3 separate regions of the Mus musculus genome follow, and regions 2 and 3 are each linked to region 1. Evidence: chromatin contacts called from public promoter capture Hi-C data. All regions are on one chromosome and are shown on one strand. Each heading gives the region's core, a stretch centred on a gene start, on an enhancer-like site or on the middle of the called end of the contact. The rest is flanking DNA. Distances are from core to core; before and after follow the strand shown. Region 1 holds the start of 4930402F06Rik (RIKEN cDNA 4930402F06 gene). Region 2 holds the start of Dab2ip (disabled 2 interacting protein). Region 3 has its middle 19 kb from the start of Gm13446.

The links. Promoter capture Hi-C pulls out the DNA fragments that hold promoters and counts their contacts.
Region 2: a promoter capture Hi-C map of macrophages shows a contact between it and region 1, with 5 read pairs. The contact joins the promoter of Dab2ip here to the promoter of 4930402F06Rik in region 1. A contact is called at or near these places in 3 of 39 promoter capture datasets (the C10 cell line, macrophages and pre-B cells).
Region 3: a contact with region 1 is called in a promoter capture Hi-C map of the C10 cell line, with 3 times the contacts expected there. The contact joins the enhancer-like site here to the promoter of 4930402F06Rik in region 1. A contact is called at or near these places in 11 of 39 promoter capture datasets (the 3T3-L1 cell line, 3T3-L1-derived adipocytes, the C10 cell line and 6 more), 4 of 484 Hi-C or Micro-C datasets (the 3T3-L1 cell line, the N1E-115 cell line, embryonic stem cells and 1 more) and 1 of 9 other capture datasets (liver).

What each region holds. Positions count from the first base shown.
Region 1 is chr2:35,395,478-35,398,980 of GRCm38.p6, forward strand. 4930402F06Rik (RIKEN cDNA 4930402F06 gene) reads right to left here and starts at 1,697. Exons shown (of 6, transcript NM_001080709.2): 1 at 1,429-1,697.
Region 2 is chr2:35,620,310-35,623,812 of GRCm38.p6, forward strand. It overlaps Dab2ip (disabled 2 interacting protein), which reads left to right and starts at 1,672. Exons shown (of 16, transcript NM_001114124.2): 1 at 1,672-1,974. The coding sequence starts at 1,851.
Region 3 is chr2:35,537,703-35,541,205 of GRCm38.p6, forward strand. No RefSeq gene overlaps it. Among named protein-coding and RNA genes, the nearest start is that of Gm13446, 19 kb to the right of the region's middle. Within about 2 kb of position 1,784, at least 24 of the 459 cell types and tissues checked have an H3K27ac peak or open chromatin away from gene starts, as enhancers often do. A contact at or near this core is called in trophoblast stem cells, where this site is marked.

The DNA of each region.
Region 1 (3,503 bases), core at 447-2,946:
ATGAATGTGACCTGTTCCCTGTGGGCTGAGAATGATGACAATCACTCAAATCAAATAGCTTTGAACATAGCAGGAAATCTGTATCCAAATAATCGTGCCTACAATTCATTCCTTGGCGCAGCAGAACTGTCAACTCTTAGCTTAGCTACTATGGAGGTAAAATCCTTTGATGATGTGAGGGACATTGAAGTACAGCCTTATTACAATGAACTCCAATGTTTAAAACTTGTTCTTATTTAGGGTTTGTACCACAGTAAGCCAAGATTTTAAAGCTCTACTAAAAATAAAACAAACAAACAAACAAACAAACAAAAATCTACTTATCTACTTTATGTTCATTTAATAACATGTCCATCATTCTTATGATTGGTATAGAAATATATATTGTGTTGAATATCATAAAAAATTAGTTGAATTAAAAAAAAAAAGAAGTCTAGCTGGGATTGGAGAGATGGCTCGGCAGTTAAGAAACACTAGCTGTTCTTCCAGAGGTCCTGAATTCAATTCCAGCAGCAACAAGATGTCTCACAAACATTTGTAATAAGATCTGATGTTCTCTCTGTCATGTACACACACATGCAAATGCATCACTTATATACATAAATGAATAAATCTTTTTAAAAAATGTTTATCATGTGTATATATCTGGTTTCATAGATAAAGTGGAATGGGCCAGCAAGATGGCTCAGTGAGTGAGGGTGCTTGCTGCTAAGTCTGAGGACCTGAGTTCAGTCACTGAGACCTACATAGTAAAACAACAGAACTGATTCCCTCAAGTTGTCCTATGACCTCTAAAGGGGACCTCCACACAAATAAGATATAACAAATTTAATAAAGCAGAAAATGGAGCAGAAATCAAATTTAACCCAAAATTTCCAAATTCAATTTAGAAGAAAATGATTAATAGAGAAATTTAAGAACTTTAACAAATGCCAAACCAAAACCAAAACAAAACAAAACAGAAACAGAAACAACAACAACAACAACAACAAAAAACCCAAAACCCAAACCAAAAAAGACAACATCAAAATAAAAGCCATGCACAAAAAGCAAATTGTTCTAATGGCAGTCATTTCCAAGGTCCCAAGACTAACAGTCCCACAGGAAAGTTTTAAAACCCCCGATGTCAAGCCTACACCAAGACAACTGAACAGCAGCAATCTTTGGATGGGATCCAGATGTGAATATTCTCAATCCAGGAAATTCCAAGATGCAGCCAATTGTAAATTGTGAATAAATGTTGTGTCCCTTGCCACTAAGAAAGACAAAAACTCCGTTGGGCTGCCTGTGGATTCTGGAGACGGTGTTCCACCACAGGGAGTGTCCGACTGTCTCCTGTCCACCTGATAAATATACAAAGCAGTAAGCTGCCCAAGAAACCCTGGAGGAGGTCGTCAAGTGGTCGCCGCTACTGGGATGCTTTCTTACCCAATGGATGCTGATGACCAGTGTCACCTATAAAGTTGAGTAGCCCAGAGAGGGGTGGGACAGGTTGTTGAAGGCTATAGCTCCCCTTGATAGAGCAGTTGAAGCAAGGGCCACTGAATTCCAGATCACTTCTTGGTGTGTGTTGTGTTGCTACCACCAAAATACCGAAGCTGGGTGCTTTACAAAAAGAAAAAAAAATGTTCCTCCAGCTCCAGATGTCCCAGAATCCATTCAGTTTCTGTTGAAAACCATGTGGCAGTCAGCCAGAGGCACTGTGTGGAGCGGAGCATGGGTTTGAGTGGTGGAGGGGAGCTGCCAGGCTTGCTAACAACCATGTCACAGAAGCCCATCTCCAGAGCGACAGCTCACTCATAGAAAAGCATTAATCCCTAGTCAATGCCTAACACAGCACTATCCACTGGAACCAAACCTCAGTGTGAACTCCACGGGGAGAACCACATCTCAACCATACCACACCTACAAACAGTAGCACCCTTGGCGCACATAAGCAATGTGTCTCTCCTCTAAGTCAGCGTTAAGATTCCCTCCTACTTCCCTTATGCCTTCTTTATTAACTGTGGTATATGTAGGGTTGATTTCTACCTGTTTATTTGATAAACTGCACAGTACACCTACAGCACCACTAAGCTATAGAGCTAGTTCCATTTATATGAAGGATCAATAGCATTTATACAAATGACGCTGCCTTTAATAGCACCAAAAAGAATGTTTTCATCACTCCAGAAACTGGTTCTCTTTGGAACTCCTGCCCCCTGGTGTCCACGAGAGGGAACTGCTTTGTCTTAGCTCTGGTTTCTAGGGAGGAAGTGGAGCTTTAGAGTTTCCCACACAGGCAAACAGATAAATCTGTTAGTGAACTCTGAAAGAGTGTAATTCCAGCCGCTCCAAGATTGCCACGAATGACATTTCTTGAGATGGGGTGAAGTTTGCCACCCTGTGCAAGTGTGAATCACTTAGCAGTGCCCTTGTATCCACCCACTACATGCCAGTAGCACCCACACTCACGATCCAGTTAGGACAAGCAAAAAAAAAAAAAAAAAAAAAAATGCAAATGCAGCCACTGTCATTGCCAAGTGGCTGCGAGGGCTGGAAGGGAGATGTGAGCTGAGAGCCGCTGATGTGCTGCTGTGGGGAGACAAGGAGGCCAGGACTTACTGCCCTGCGAGCAGCACGGAACCCTGTTGGCCATGGCACTGGCATAGAGCCTCAACCTGAACCCAAGCTGAAACCCCGAGGTCGCAGCTTGTGAACCACAGGGAAAAGGTTCTGTCTGCTGGACCACAGATGGAAATGCTAGTAGCAGGGATGTGAGAGAGCTGGTCCCATCTCCAGTCGAGAAGCAGAGAGATGCTGATGCTCTGCCTGCCTTCTCCTTTGTATTCAGTCTGGGACCCCACATTGACTGGTGCCATCCAGTTAGAATGAGCCTTGTTACCTCTGTCCACCCAACCTAGCAACTCCCTTGTAGACAAGCCCGATGTCTGTTACACTGGGAGGGAGTGGGGAGCATGCCTAGGCTGGAAAGATGGCTCAGCTGATAATGTGTCTGCCACGTGAACACTAATCTGATCCCAGAGAACGCCCATAAACTGTCTAGGTGTGAGGGCATGCCACTGGAACTCCAGGGCTGCTGTTGTGAAGACTGCAGACCATGACCTGCAGCTTGGAGTCCAGCCAGTCTATCCAATCAGCAAACTCCACTCAAGTTCAGTGCCTGTTAGCCTAGCCAATCGGCAAGCTCCATTCAGGTTCAGTGCTAGCCAGTCTATCCAATCAGCAAACTCCACTCAAGTTCAGTGCCAACCACTCTAGACAGTCAGTGAGCTCCGTTCAGGGGTAGTGAGACCCTGGCTCAAAAGATAGGGTAGAGAACAATTGAGTTAGACATCTGATGTCAACTCCTGGACTCCACAATGCACAAAGACAAACGTGCAAAACACACATCTGCATGTGCATTCATGTACACACACACACACACACACACACACACACACACACACGTCCTCTGAGGCATGATGGAATAGATGTTGCTGCATTCCCCCACTCTTTCAGTA
Region 2 (3,503 bases), core at 422-2,921, 220 kb after region 1:
CACCACCACCACCACCACCCCTGCCCCGCCCCCGAAATGCTAAGGTGTAGCAGGGTGACTCTGCCCACAACTGGGCCTGGAATCTGGTGACTGGGTGCAGATTATTATAGTAGTATCCCAGTAGTCCCCTGGCTGGCAACCCTGTTTCAGCTTCCTGTGGGGCTGGCCTGTGCTATGGGAAGTGGGACCAGAAGACTGAAAGGCAGCGGACCCTTCTGCAGCTAGGTTTGGAGACCTGCCCTCCCCCCTTACCCTCCAAAGTCCCAGGATGGCGCCTGGCCTCCAGCTGTGATCCAGCACCCCCATCCTCTCCACTGACCTGGAGGCCCTCCCTCCTAGACTGAGGAGCCAGGAAGGGGGCTTCCCCTGTGAGGAGAAAAACCTGGCCTGGATTGTTACCTAGGCTACCCTACCCCACTCGAGATTGCCGTAAGTTCCTCCAGTGTCTAGCCTGTCCCATTTCCCATAAGAGTTCATGCAACAACCGTTGGCCAAGACCATATGCCCTTGTACTTTTTGTGTGATCGAGGCAAGTCTCTCTCTCTCTCTCTCTCTCTCTCTCTCTCTCTCTCTCTCACACACACACACACACACACACTTGAGCACACATCTTTTAGGGCCTCAGTTTCCCCATCTGACTTGAACTGGTAGGTGGTGTGGTCTGAATGTTGCTTTGGGGAGAGGGGAGAGAAATGGAGGTTACCTAGGACCAGGAGGGTAGACCTAAGAGGAGGGGAAAAGGAGGCAGGCAGATTGCTGGCCATTTTAAGAGAAGGACAGAGATGAGAGCCAGCAGCAAGTAGGGTTGAGGGGGGGATGGGTGGTTGGCGTGAGGCTGCCAGTGATTTGATTTTTGCAAGATTTCTGTTGCTTCAAATACCAAAGAGAGATGGTTGGGTTTGTAGCTATTATGATCGGGGGAGCCATGGAAGTTTCTGGAACTGCAGAATGACTTGGAGAAAGTCTTTCAGCTTGTGGTAGTAGAGGCAGGTGGTCATTCCTTTCCCAAGCCTCAGTTTCTACTCCCACTGTAGGGTAGAGATCTTACTACCTTCAGAAACTCACTAATGCTACTAAAAATGTCAGAGGGGAGGGAAAATTCAGGCACCTCTGGTGGTTTATGTGGGGGATGGGGCAAAGTGGCTTAGCAAAGCCCTCTGGTTGCACAGGTGTGCCTTGTATTCTATGTGCGCTTGAAATGCACACAATAATTTTAATGGTATGAAAGTCATATTTTTATCAGATGGAGACTGCCTTCTGTAAAGAGTAGCTAAGTATCTTAGGCAACAGAGACAGGCAGAACTCCGACCTGACTGAGGGGTAGGTGCAAAGCTTTGTGGGGCGCTCTGGTCTGGCCATGTTTCAGTCCAGTCACCCCCTTCCTCAGACTCTAATTTCAGGTGCCTAGCCTTGGTGTGTATGCATATATACATGCACCACTGCACCTGTGGCGGGATAGGGTGCTCCAGGCACCCCAAGTTGGATATGGAGTTTAGACATGGCTGTTGGGTATATGCTGTTATTGGGGTTCTTCGGACGGGACAGGGGCACTCTCGGGCCGCGTCGCCCGGACGACTCCAGGCCAGGATTTTGCCCGCACTGACTTTCCGGGCGGGTGCCAGCCCAGCCTCCCGGTCCCGGGCCCCCGCCGAGGGGCCGGCTGCTCAGGGCGGGGCGGGGGAGGCGGCGGAGGAGGAGGAGTTGGAGCTACTTTGTAGGGCAGCCTTGGTCTTGCCTGCTGCTGCACCAGAGCGCGGGAGAGAGTGCGGGGCGCCCGCCGGGCGGTCCGGAGCGGCCGATGGGGCCCGTGTGAGCGCCCAGGCCTGGCCCGGTGCCCGGCGGGCGGCAGCATGTCCGCCGGCGGCAACGCCAGGAAGAGCACCGGGAGGCCATCCTACTACTACCGGCTGCTGCGGCGGCCCCGGCTGCAGCGACAGAGGAGCCGCTCCCGCAGCCGGACCCGGCCAGCCAGGGGTAGGCGCCACCCTGACCCCAGACCCTTAGTCCCTCGCAACCCCGCACCACCAACGGATGCTTTTGAGGCTCCTGTGTCAATGGGTGATGGCTCCTTATCTGGAGCTACCGTGACTGTCCCATCCCCATTGCCCCAGCTTCTGTAGGGTCCTTCCTCTTGGGGGAAAGCGGGGTCCCTAATGTTTCCCATTATATCAGGACCAAAGAGAAAGGGGTCGGTCTGATATGCAGTTCCTCCGTACTTCTGAGTTCCGAATCCCATTCCACTGTGCATCAGTTTACTCAGCGCGCAGGCCGTAGTAAAGTAGTCGAAGTGGATCCTGACTTGCCTCCACTGTCTGCTACTCAAGCTTAGCGTGCTTCCAGTCCTGTCTTGCTTCCTCATCTTTTGGATGGAGAGCTGAGTGGGCTTCCTGTGGGGAGAGCCAGGTTTGTAGGGGCCTGGAGCCACTCTGAGTGGTCCTTGGAAGGGTACTTCTTTCAAAATGGGGAGGGAGAAATGCAAGCCTTTCTTCGAGCCAGTAATAAGATCTTCAGCTAGAGAGGCCCTAACGTTTCATGCTGACTTGTGCTGGGCTGGTAAGTAAGTAGGGTCAGGGGCTCCACACAGAGACTCTGCCAGGCCTGGGTTGTGTAAGGCCATAATGCTTCGGTGGCTTAGGCCCACTGAAGGTGTCTGTGATGCAGAAGCTGCCTTAGTTTACATCCTAAGGTTATCTGGGGCATGGGAAGCCTGGCCCCGGCCCAGCCTCACCACAGGCAGAATGTGCCAAGCCTGCCTGGAGAGGTGTGAGAGTGGCCCCTTGTTTATTTTTTAGGTTTGGGTCAGTGAAGCAGGCAGGCTTTAGTTTACTTCCCCCCAGAATGGAGAAGACGTTCCGGCCCCAGCGGTAGAGCCAAGTAACAATGTACAGGGTTTATTTAGGAAGTACTGAGTTCCCTGTGCACAGAGTTCAAGTTTAAGCTGTCTGACTCTGCCCACAGGTTTGTAAACTTAGTTTGAGGATTCCCCAAAGCATGTGATATCCCGGCCTTTGCTGAAGTGGCCTCTGGCTAGTTCCTGTGCCTAGTCTAGGCAACCAGAGACCCAGGTTCAAGCATGAATCGCCTCATTTCCTGAGCCTTTGTTTTTCTCAGCTGTAAGAATCTGCCATTGTGACAGATTCTTGGTGTGAGGATGGGTTTGGGATGAAGGTTCAGGGGTTTGGCCCCCCAGGGCCTTTCCTGCCCTTCCTGTGCTCTGGTGCCTGGCATGATGGTGCCCTCTTCTGTGCCCACTGTAGAGGCTCCAGAGGAGCAGAGCTCTGCCTCCTTGTCAGCTAATGAATGAGGCCAGCAGCGATCGATGTTCAATGGATCAGACTCGTCTGAGCTTGGCTCCCAGCTGCGTCCAGCTCTGTGCTAGCTTGGAAGGAACTCACGGTTTGCTGAAAGTCAGGGGTTAGACCAGCCCTGATGGGAATTCTAGTTGGGGAAATTAAGGAAGGTTTCAGAGAGGAGCTGACGTTGATTGAGAATGTGTCTGCTAA
Region 3 (3,503 bases), core at 534-3,033, 140 kb after region 1:
AGAGGCAAGCAGATTCTCTGCATTCAAGGCCAGCTTGGTCTACAGGGTGAGTTCCAAGACAGCCAAGCTTAGGCAATGAAGGAAACCACTGAAAACAGAAAGCTGGTAAAGATGTCATTGAACGAGGGGCCGTGTCCCAACCCCAGCAAGCAGAAGAACTTTGCAGCTTCAGTCACGTGGCTCTAGCTTTAGAGTCAAAAAGAAGAGAAAGAGGCTACCTCAGCTAAGAAAAGCCACTGTGGTCAGACATGTGTCAGGGTGTCCATGTGCAGCAGAGGCCACTGTGTGAAGCTTCGAAGGTGAAGCCTGGATTACCTCGCAGACTCCAAAGTGTTGGAGATGCCAGAGCCCTGGATACCTGTCGAGAAGACTGCTCACAGTGAGGGGACCAGCCCAAGGAAAAGAAGTGTGCTGCAGTCAATGAAGGTGACAGGGGTTGGAGATCTGACGTCAGACATGGAGATGCAGAATTTGGAGTTTGCCCAGTTGGCTTTCAGTCCAGTATCTCCTCACTGTGTGCGCTTTCCTCCCTTATGGAACTGTAATATGTATCCTGTGCCACTGTATGTTGGGAGTATGTGATCTGCTTTTTTACTTGGATTTTATACAGAATTACAGTCAAGAGATTGCATGAATCTCAGAGAAGACTTTGAACTTTGGACTTTTTAAACATTGTTGAGACTGTGATAGACCATGAGGACTTTTGGATTTGGGCTGAATGCATTTCTGCATTATGATATGGCTACAAGTCTACAAGGACCAGGGTGTGGACTGTGGTGGTTTGAATAGGAACGGACCCCGTAGATTCGAGTGTTTGAATACGTGGTCCATAGAGAGTGGCCCTATTAGGAGGTGTGGCTGTTTTGGAGTGGGTATAGCCTTATTGGAGGAAGTGTGTCACTGTGGGAGCAGGTTTTCAGATCTTAGATGCTCAAGCCCTTGCCCTGAAGGCTCACAGTTCTCTTATGCTGCCTGTGGATCAAGATGTAGAACTCTTAGCTCTTTCTCCAGCACCATGTCTGCTGGCATGGCACCATGCCTCCCACCATGGTGGTCATGGATTGAATCTCTGATACTCTGATCCAAGTCACAATTAAGTGTTTTCCTTTGTAAGAGCTGTCATGGACAGCTCTTTTCAGCAACGACAGCCTAACTAATACACCTAACATACACACTTACCTAAGATACACACACACACACACACACACACACACACACACACATACACACACACACACACACACAGGTATATTATTCAGCCTTAGGGAAACACAGCATTCTAATGTGGGCAAACCTTTGGAATGAAGCAAACAGATTAGTAAATATTGCATGATTTCATTCACATGAGGTATCCAGAGTTGTCATATTTGTAGGCATAGATGCTGCCCTTATTAAGCATAATTCTTTTGTTTCCTTGTTTGCATAAGGCCTCAGGATATAACAGGGCTGGCTTCTAACTCACAGTCTTCCTGCCTTGCTCCAAGGGCTGAGATTACAGGCCTGTGCCCCAGGCCTGCCTTGATTCAGACCTGGACACATGGAACCCAGTGTTTTACTGAACAACTAGGTCACAGCCATACTCAGACCTGGAAGGGACCATTCATCACTAGCTGTTTGGGCATTTTAACATACACAAGTCTCTGGGCCTCTTGGCTCCTTGTAAGGAAAGGCTCTAAAGCTGTTTCTGCACAGCGGGAGGGGAAAACCCTCTTAAGAGTGGCTCAGGCCTGGGCAGGGCCCTGGGCTCCAGTTTTGCAGCTATGACCTCGGTCTTTGCATTAAGCACTTCCTGCCATGGCGGTGGAATGTTCACACCACAGGGTAGGGGGACGCCCCCATCCCCCAGAGGCTTAGAGAAGATGCTCGGACCAACTTCAACCCTGCAGTCTTTGTTCAAACTAAAAGTTATCTCTCTACTTACTTCCCGACTTGCAGGCTCCCCGCTGTTCTCTGGTCTCTGCCCTCATTCCTTGATTTTAAACCAGGGGCCAAGTCTCTTACCTACTTTTGGGCTCGGACAGGAAGTTTCCCCCTGATTCCACCAGGGGGCGCGCGTGGGCCTTGCAAAGACCGAACAAGAATCTCAGGGAAGAGTCTGAAGTGCATGTAACCAGAGAGGCAGGGAAGCCTGGGACTGTAATGAGGGTCCCAAGGATGAGGCTCTGGTCCTGGGAGGTGTCTTGTCCCTCGGTTTGCTGGTCTAGAAAATGGGAGGAGGGCTACTAGGGCAAGCTTCTCAACCTTTTTTTTTTTTTAAATTAACATGATTTATTCTATTTTACAAATGTAATATTTTATTTTTCGAGAATTTCATGCAGGAGTCACTTAGACATCTTTTCTGAAAGCAGGCTTTGAGTCAGGGTCTGAGTATGGCCTGACCCATTTCTGATAGGCTCCCATGTGGTGTGCTTGCCTATGGCCCTGGGAATTATCTCCAGGGGATCTTCCAGGCCTAACCACAGATGAATTTCTGAGCTGGGCAGGAAGACCCTCTGGTCCTGAACAGCCCATCTCCCTTGCCTGTAATTCTAGAACTCAGGAGGCAGAGGCAAGGTGACTATGTGAAGCTGGAGGCCAGCCTGGTCTACAAGTGAGCTCTAGGTTTGCCTAAGCTACATAGCAGGCTCTGTTTCAAAACAGAAACCAACCAGCCGGGTGGTGACCCATGCTTTCAATCCCAGCATTGGGGAGGCAGAGGCAGGCAAATCTCTGTGAGTTCAAGCCTGGTCTACAGAGTGGTTCCAGGACAGCCAGGAGAAACCCTGTCTTGAAAAGCCAAAAAAACCAAACCAACCAGCCAGCCAGCCAAACAAAACCCCCAAAGCTCCTGCAAAGTGGCCTCCTGTGCAAGTGTGAGAGCGTGTGCGCGCACGCGCGCGCGCACACACACACACACACACACACACATACACGCGTGCGCGCGGATAAAGAAACAGGGAGAGTGGTGGTGAGCAAGCCTTCTATCAGGCAGACCCCAGGAACAGACCCTCTGCTGAAGCAGGCTATGAAAGAGGAAACCCCTGCTAAACATAGACCAGGGAGGAATTGATTTATCAAGTAGATACAATTCTAAATTTGCACAAAACTAATAACATAGCCTCAAAGTATGTAAAGCAAAAAAAAAAAATCATAATCAAGGGAACTAAAAGAAGAAATGAATTCTTCCTCTGGGGGGTGGGGGTGTCCCCCTACCCGGTGGTGGTGTGAACATTCTACTGTGGGTGGTATCTGCTGGCAGCAGCCCAGACGAAAAGGAGCATGGGAGAAGACGATTACGAGCTCTTTGCTCCCTCTCCTGCTGTCCAGTGAATTTGCCCTCCTCACAGCAGCCCCCACTTCCTGCTTCCTTCACTGATATCAGGCCAGGGTTTCCATAGCTGATTAGGGACCAGTGGCTCTCCAGGCTGTATGGGGACTCTGACTTTTGGAGTGAGCAACTTCTGCCAGAGTCCCCAGTGAGAGTCACTGTGGGAGTCCCCCAGCTTCTGAGCAGAGCAAGGGAG